Linked DNA regions of Arachis hypogaea: region 1 is linked to region 2. Evidence: chromatin contacts called from public Hi-C data. All regions are on one chromosome and are shown on one strand. The core of a region is the stretch at or near the end of the contact, and the rest is flanking DNA. Distances in the headings are between cores, read along the strand shown.

Region 1 (3,447 bases), core at 826-3,325, 48 kb after region 2:
TGCCATGCCTGCAATATCATCGATGACAACTCATGATTCATATCCAACCAATGATAAGCGATTTTCCCAACCACAAAGAAAGAAAAAGAAAAAGGTCGCAATCAAATTCAATAGGCAACATATGTTGATAATTAATAAATTAGTGTTATTGTACATCCTGTATTATGTAAGGCACATGCATATTATTCACAAATATGTATATTTCGGGCCAAAATTTATTCTCCAAATGTATATTTCAGCTTCCCTTATAAACATACATTTTTTTGTCACAAGTTGAAAGTAGGGAAGAAATTGTTGTACCTGGACACCATCATTCCTCTGTTTTCTCCGCTTCAAAGAAGCTTGAATTTGCAATTGGAACTCACGTACAGTATTCAGTATTTCTGTGAAAAATCTTCTTTTTCTGGTCTCTAAATGATTTTTGGCCTGCTCTTCTAATCTTGATAGTCTCTGCATTTAAGAAAAGCAGTATAATTACTGACTTCACGTGCATACACTAATTGTATCAGTTAAACCACATCATCAACAGATGTATACCAAAACCGAGGGACAGGGCCCAGGGGAAGAGGGGGTAGTTCACAAATAAAATCACCTCAGCATCACGTTTCTTTCTTAATTTATCATCAGCATCCATGGCAAATGGATCTCCAACACCATACATTGGACGATGCAACCGCATCATGCCCCAATCAAACAACTGCCTCTCAGGATATGCACACATAACATTGAGCCAGTATTCAGAGCTGACATCACATCGAACCATCCTCTGCAACTCTGCTAGCTGCCACAAAAAAGTCCTTGTCAACAAGGACACAATTCTTGTTATTCCAAGAAATTACAACATACTTTCTTCAGCATAAAATAGTCCTGAACTATGCTGTCTTCCAATATAGTAACGAGTAAGGTACACACAGATGCTGCATCAGTAGAATGTTTGCCTTGTTAACTTAAACAGGTCAAACTAAGTCAGACTTTAAGGGCTGCACAGTTAGAGAGAAGTTTTCTTTCTCATAGCTCATATCTCGTACAAAGAAACTAATTTTTGTCAAGCTTAAACAAAAGAATAAGGCCTATTTGCAAAGCCAATTTACATCCCAAGAGATAAGACAACCTAATTGCACAATAGTAGGGATCAATTTACCAAAGCATTTGACTACAGTTAAGAATTGAGGTAAGATTCAAGAATCAGTTTACCTTCAATCCGTAATATTCAAGTAGGGATCTTGTCTGTAGGTCGTCTCCTCCCCTGCTTGAAGGCAATCCTGGTCCAGTGAGATAATAAAATAATTCTTTATTAAAATGATGAACACTCTTATCCTAACGTCATAGGAGAGGGTTGGAGTAAAATTGTTAACCTTCAAGCTGAGTTAAGCGATGCTGAGTGAGGCTTTGATAACGGCTTTCTCTAGCTCTGCACAATTTGAAACCCGAAGCACAGTTGGATCGCTGCTTCGAAAGCGCATCATCGAGATCCGCCAGCAAACCATCTTCAGCCTGCGAAACGAGCAGAGCAGCGGAAACAAACAAACAAACACTTGTCAGAGAAGTTCGAAGCTATAAATATAGAAAGAAGAACAAGATAGAGGGAGGGAGAGAGAATACGGAGGAGTTGTGAGAGATGGAAGAAACGGTGTTGAAGAGATCGGGAGGGAGAGGGAGGTTGCGGGAGAGGATGTTGAGTGCGCCGACGAGAGCCTTGGTGCTGTGAGCTTCCTTTGAGGAAGGCTGTTGCTTCTGCAGCTCAGCCATGTCCCCTGCCGGGAAGTGGGGCCCTCACAACCGACGTCGTTTGATTTTAATATAGTCAGTCGTCACACAAGAGAAGAGACTCGGCAGCAGCTAGCTTAGCCTTTGTGTAAGCGCGCGCTAAACAAAAGCACTCTCGCTCCCTTCCAGTTCCTCTACTTTTGAGATTCTTCTTCAACCCTCTCTATCTATACTCTCTGGTCTCTTCGCCCCACTCTCTCTAGTCTCTCTCTCTATATCTCTTCGCTTTTTTTACCCATGGCTTTTTTGCATTTTTTCTTTTTTCCTTACGCCAAACACGGCTTAACGACACAAAAAGACGTTATTGCCTCTCGATCTTACAAATGATTTGGGTAGATAACTAATTAGGGGTGTAATTAACTGCAGTTAATTAGTGGAAAAATATGTCTATTAATGAAAAAAATATCCTAACACTTAAAAAAAAAAAACTATCCAAAATAAAAAAAAAATCTAGAATTAAATAAAAATAAATATTTAAAATTTTTAAAAAAATATTTAAAACCTAATAAAAAATTTGAAACGTAATAAAAAAACATAAAAAATTTAATAAAAAAGTATCTAAAATTATTTAAAAAAATTTAAAATCTAAGACATCTAAAAATATTAAAAAAACAACCAAAAATTAAAGCAAGAAATACCTAAAATTATTAAAAAATATATGAAAAGAAGACACATTTAAAACCTAGAAAAAAGAAACGTCTAAAACAAGAAATAAGAATCATCCAAAATTTATAAGAAGAAGAAGAAGAAGACTATTATAAAAAGAGTATCCAAAACTTAGTAAAATGAAACATCTGAAACGTAATAAAAAGAAACGTCAAAAATCTAATAAAAACAACTAAATAAGATATCCAAAATCATTTTAAAAAATTCAAAACCTAACAAAACAAGACATTCAAAATTATTGGAAAAACATTTAAAAATTAAGGAAAAAATATTTAAAATTATTAAAAAAATAATCCAAAACCTAAAAAAAGAAACATCCAAAACATAAGAAAAAGAAACATTTAAAATATAAGAAAAAGAAAAATCCAAAGCCTATGAGAAAGAACAAAAATGCTATTTGTACACTAATTTCAGTCACGAATTCCAACCACCGTGTAGAAATACGGTAAAATAGTGCATACAGATACGGTAAATAACGCGACGCGCCTTAGAAACAGAAGCCACTTAGTTTCTTCATCGTGCCACTACTCTTCTCTTCCTTGATCGCGCGATTTCTTCTCTTCTCAGTGCAGCGATTCACTCTCCTCTTCTTCGATCGCACCACTGCACCTCACTCTTCAGTTTCTTCTCTTCTCCGCGCAGCATTTTACTCTGCTCTTCGATCGCAGCATTGCTCCTCACTTTCTTTTGTTCTCCATGCATCGCTTCACTCTGCTTTTCTCAGCACCGTTTACTGTTCTCTTCTTAGTGAGTTATTTTGATTGTATTACGTTAATTTATTTTGGTTCTTCTTTTCTTAGGATTTTGATTCTATTTTTATTGGTCAGATTAGGAAAGTTGCTGCTTATTGAAATAAAGTAAGAATTCAATGAAATCCACAAACTCAAATGATGAGGTTTCTGTTATGTTTAGTTCATATGTTATTAATTTTTAATTCCTAATTTGATTTTAAGTGTTTTTGATTTATTACTTTTCTAGTTTGTTAATTATGAGGTTTTTTATTTTTCATCCTAA
Region 2 (3,427 bases), core at 709-3,208:
ATATATGAGTCAACCAAATGTTACTGAACGCACCACCCATATCCAGTGCGATTGCAGGAAAAATTGAAAAACTAAACCTAAAACATTTTTCCCGATCATTAATAAAGCGCGTTCACTGCATATGATTTCTTTTAAATCTTGAATATGATTTCTTTTCATTTGATCCTGCCAGCTTGTTAGGGAATATGATTCACCAAGGAAACTACTTAAAGAAAAAATCTTCAACTCTTGCTAAATTAGTTGTACACATGGAAGCCAAACTCCTGTTCATATAATTGGTTTACATGTCCTGGTTTTATTGATTACACAATATATTAATGTATCAAACATCTTAGTGAAATAACGTATTAAGTTAGGATCAAATTTTCATGTACCTCAATGTGAGAGTTATTGCTTCCTCCCTTATGCAATTCATGTTCAAGCAAAATCTCTACAATCTCCAGGCATTGAGGCATATATAGTTAAATTTCTTCAATAACTGAAGACTATATTAGAAATGCAGACCACAGAAGACACATTATTACAAATTTAAAATGGTTCAAATATATAGGATTTTTAACACAAATAATGGAGTATAAATTAAAAATAAAAACAAAAACAAAAAACAGATTAGGGAAAAGGGAAAAAATTATAAAAAAAAAAAGAAGCCTAGAATTTTAACCTGAGTTTTCAAAGCTTCCATGTAATAAGAGTAAAGTGAATCAAGTTATATCATACTTGCTTTATCAGAGAAATCAGAATTCTTACCGACATGAATGTCATTTCACAATGCAGAAAAGAAAATGTTAAAATAACATATAAACTCCCTAGGTCAACATTAATAGCAGTAAATTCAACATTATTATAACAGTAATAACTCTATCACATTAATAAACACAAGTGGCAAAATAAATATAACTATTATCGCTGATTATTAATGGCATCAGAACATAGTAAATTCAACATGAACCTATCATTTTGATCATCAAACAAATTGAAGTAAATGCTTACAAACAAGCATATTGTTGAAATCTTAAGCCCCTTGCGAGAATCTGCATTATAAAGAAAATACCGAAATCAGAAATTGCAATTCCAATTTTCTTCAAAATCGAATATATCGACCATTCAAATCCAATCATCATGATCGCAGATAAATCATCAACACGTCCATAACTAAAATACTATATATATGTGTGTGTGTGTGAAGTTGGAAATTTAATTGCACTTTATTAATTTGAGTTTGAACCCTATCTAAAACAATTCTTTTGCACATATAATAAAAAAGAAGTACTACAAAGAGCACGTCGATCTACACATCTAAACTACTCTACATACTATAGCCGAATAACAGCCTCTGAAAGAAGAAAATCAGAAACCAAGGAACGTTTTCAATTGGCCATGATGAAGTCACTGCCGAAGGAGTCAATGACCAGATCGGGAGAGTCCGCGACGGGACTGACTGGAACGAACATAACGGACTTGGCGGCCATGAGCTTCTTCCGCTGCGGCCAGCGAGGTCCGTAGATCCTGGCAACGAAGAGCGGGAAACCGTCCAAGGAATCGGCAGCGTTGGCCTGAGGCTGAGCGGCGGCGGTGTCCTGCGGCGCATGCAACGGGGAGGAAGGAGGAGAAGTGCGACGGAGAGGGATCTGGCAGATGGAGCCGATCCGGTGAGATCTGGCGCTGATGATGCGCAAATCGCGGATTCGAGCTAGGGCACCCGGTTTTAGGTACTTGTGGAAGCTGTGGTGGTGTTGAGGGATGGTTGTTCTAACCCTTCGGTTCATGGCAACGGCTGTGTGTGTGTGTGTGTGTGTGTGTGTGTGTGTGAGAGAGAGAGAGAGAGAGAGAGAGAGAGAGAGAGAGAATGGTGAAGAAACAGAGGGATTAGGGATTTTAAGGAAGAAAGGGAGAACAGAGAGAAAGAGAGGGAGAGGCGGGAAAGGAATGAGGGAGGATAGGGAAAGAGCAGGGATGGGATAGTGACTAGTGAGAGAGGCGGGATTTTAGATATTTACCTTTTTCCTTATAAATCATCTGCCACCTTCTAGACCGTCAATTCCATATAAATGGCAGTTTGACTTTTGAGTTTTGACAATTTTGATACACTAATAAATCCAATTCTTATATGCATTGATTTGTGAGTGTACCAAAAATGTCAAGGTTACAACCCACAAATAATAAAGATACACAATAATGGTTTAGTATGATACTATGATGAATAATTTCCAGATAGAGTGCAATGTACATTAAAACGAAAAAGAACCTTCGAATGCAGATCAAATATCTAAGTATTGGAGGGACAAAAAATATACCAGCGACAGATAATTGTGTAATGTCAATAGCACCAACACAAATCCATTTTGCAATTTCAGTACCGAAAGCAACCGGAAGAGACTGTGCATATTAGATTGGCAATAGAAAAGGTTAGAGCATCAACTTCAGTGTTAGTGAATTTGCAAGACCAGAATTTCTGAAAAAAATTGAAATTTCATGTTACAGTAATGGAAAGGAAGAGGATAACAGAATTGACCTGAAGCCCAAGAGCTCTATCCCCTTCAACACTCTTGTAGTCGTTGACGATGGCAATGCCCAACTACAGTGTAACAGACCAAAGATATTTGCAACAAATCATGACACTATGATGTGAGTGTCCCAAACAAAGCCTGACCAGCCCACCTGCAGCAATAAATGATTAAGAACTTGTCAAAGACAGTTCAATCATAGAAATGATGCTTTAGAAACAAATCAAACATGATCAAATCATGAATCAAGAAACAAAGCCAATGAATTAACTAAATCAGGTTATCAGTTAAAACTATAAAACTCATAATGTACAAATATTATATAAGCAAAATGTACTGTACCATGGTAAACTGATGTCACTTGCTCCAAGGGCAAAGTTTCCGATCCATCCATTTTGTTTTAACTAAATTGTAAGTAAAAACTTAGCCAAAAGGACCATAAAAGAAAAAATAATAATAATAATATGACACTTAACAATAATGGAAAAGAGAATAAGAAGAATTTAAATGTTTACCTTCAAAGGAGGAGCAGAATATATGTATGACAGAAGTGATCCACCCACGGCAAGGTAAAAAACTATGGGGAAGTCATGTCCTGCCTATAACAGAAATGTTTTAGAAACTAGCCTACAGGAAATTGATGCTAAGGGTATGTCTGGGATCAGGGTAAAAATGATATGAAGATTTTTATGAATGAGCTCCATGTGTGTAATTATACACATCAAACTGGAAAATTTTTAATCAGAAGGATCTCGAGACTAAGCAGTACTTACCCATACGTCTAATAGGCCTGCCAAGCCAAGACCTCCTAGTACCAGCACCCATATTTGAGTAATAACCTGTGGAATTTCAAGTGGAAAAACGAAATATGTGGTGACCAAACAAGTAAAGAACATAAGAAATAAAACATCAGTCTCAGAATA

Evidence for each region. A called contact is a pair of places that touch in the nucleus more often than the background predicts.
Region 1: a Hi-C map of leaf shows a contact between it and region 2, with 2.2 times the contacts expected there. The contact joins the promoter of LOC112749898 here to the enhancer-like site in region 2. A contact is called at or near these places in 3 of 8 Hi-C or Micro-C datasets (all in leaf).

What each region holds. Positions count from the first base shown.
Region 1 is chr15:20,547,884-20,551,330 of arahy.Tifrunner.gnm2.J5K5, forward strand. LOC112749898 (probable ATP-dependent DNA helicase CHR12) reads right to left here and starts at 2,076. Exons shown (of 12, transcript XM_025798322.3): 1 at 1,603-2,076; 2 at 1,356-1,494; 3 at 1,195-1,262; 4 at 593-781; 5 at 301-450; 6 at 1-8. The coding sequence starts at 1,749.
Region 2 is chr15:20,500,218-20,503,644 of arahy.Tifrunner.gnm2.J5K5, forward strand. It overlaps the pseudogene LOC112749896. Among protein-coding and RNA genes, the nearest start is that of LOC112748068, 22 kb to the left of the region's middle. Within about 2 kb of position 1,959, at least 1 of the 3 cell types and tissues checked has open chromatin away from gene starts, as enhancers often do.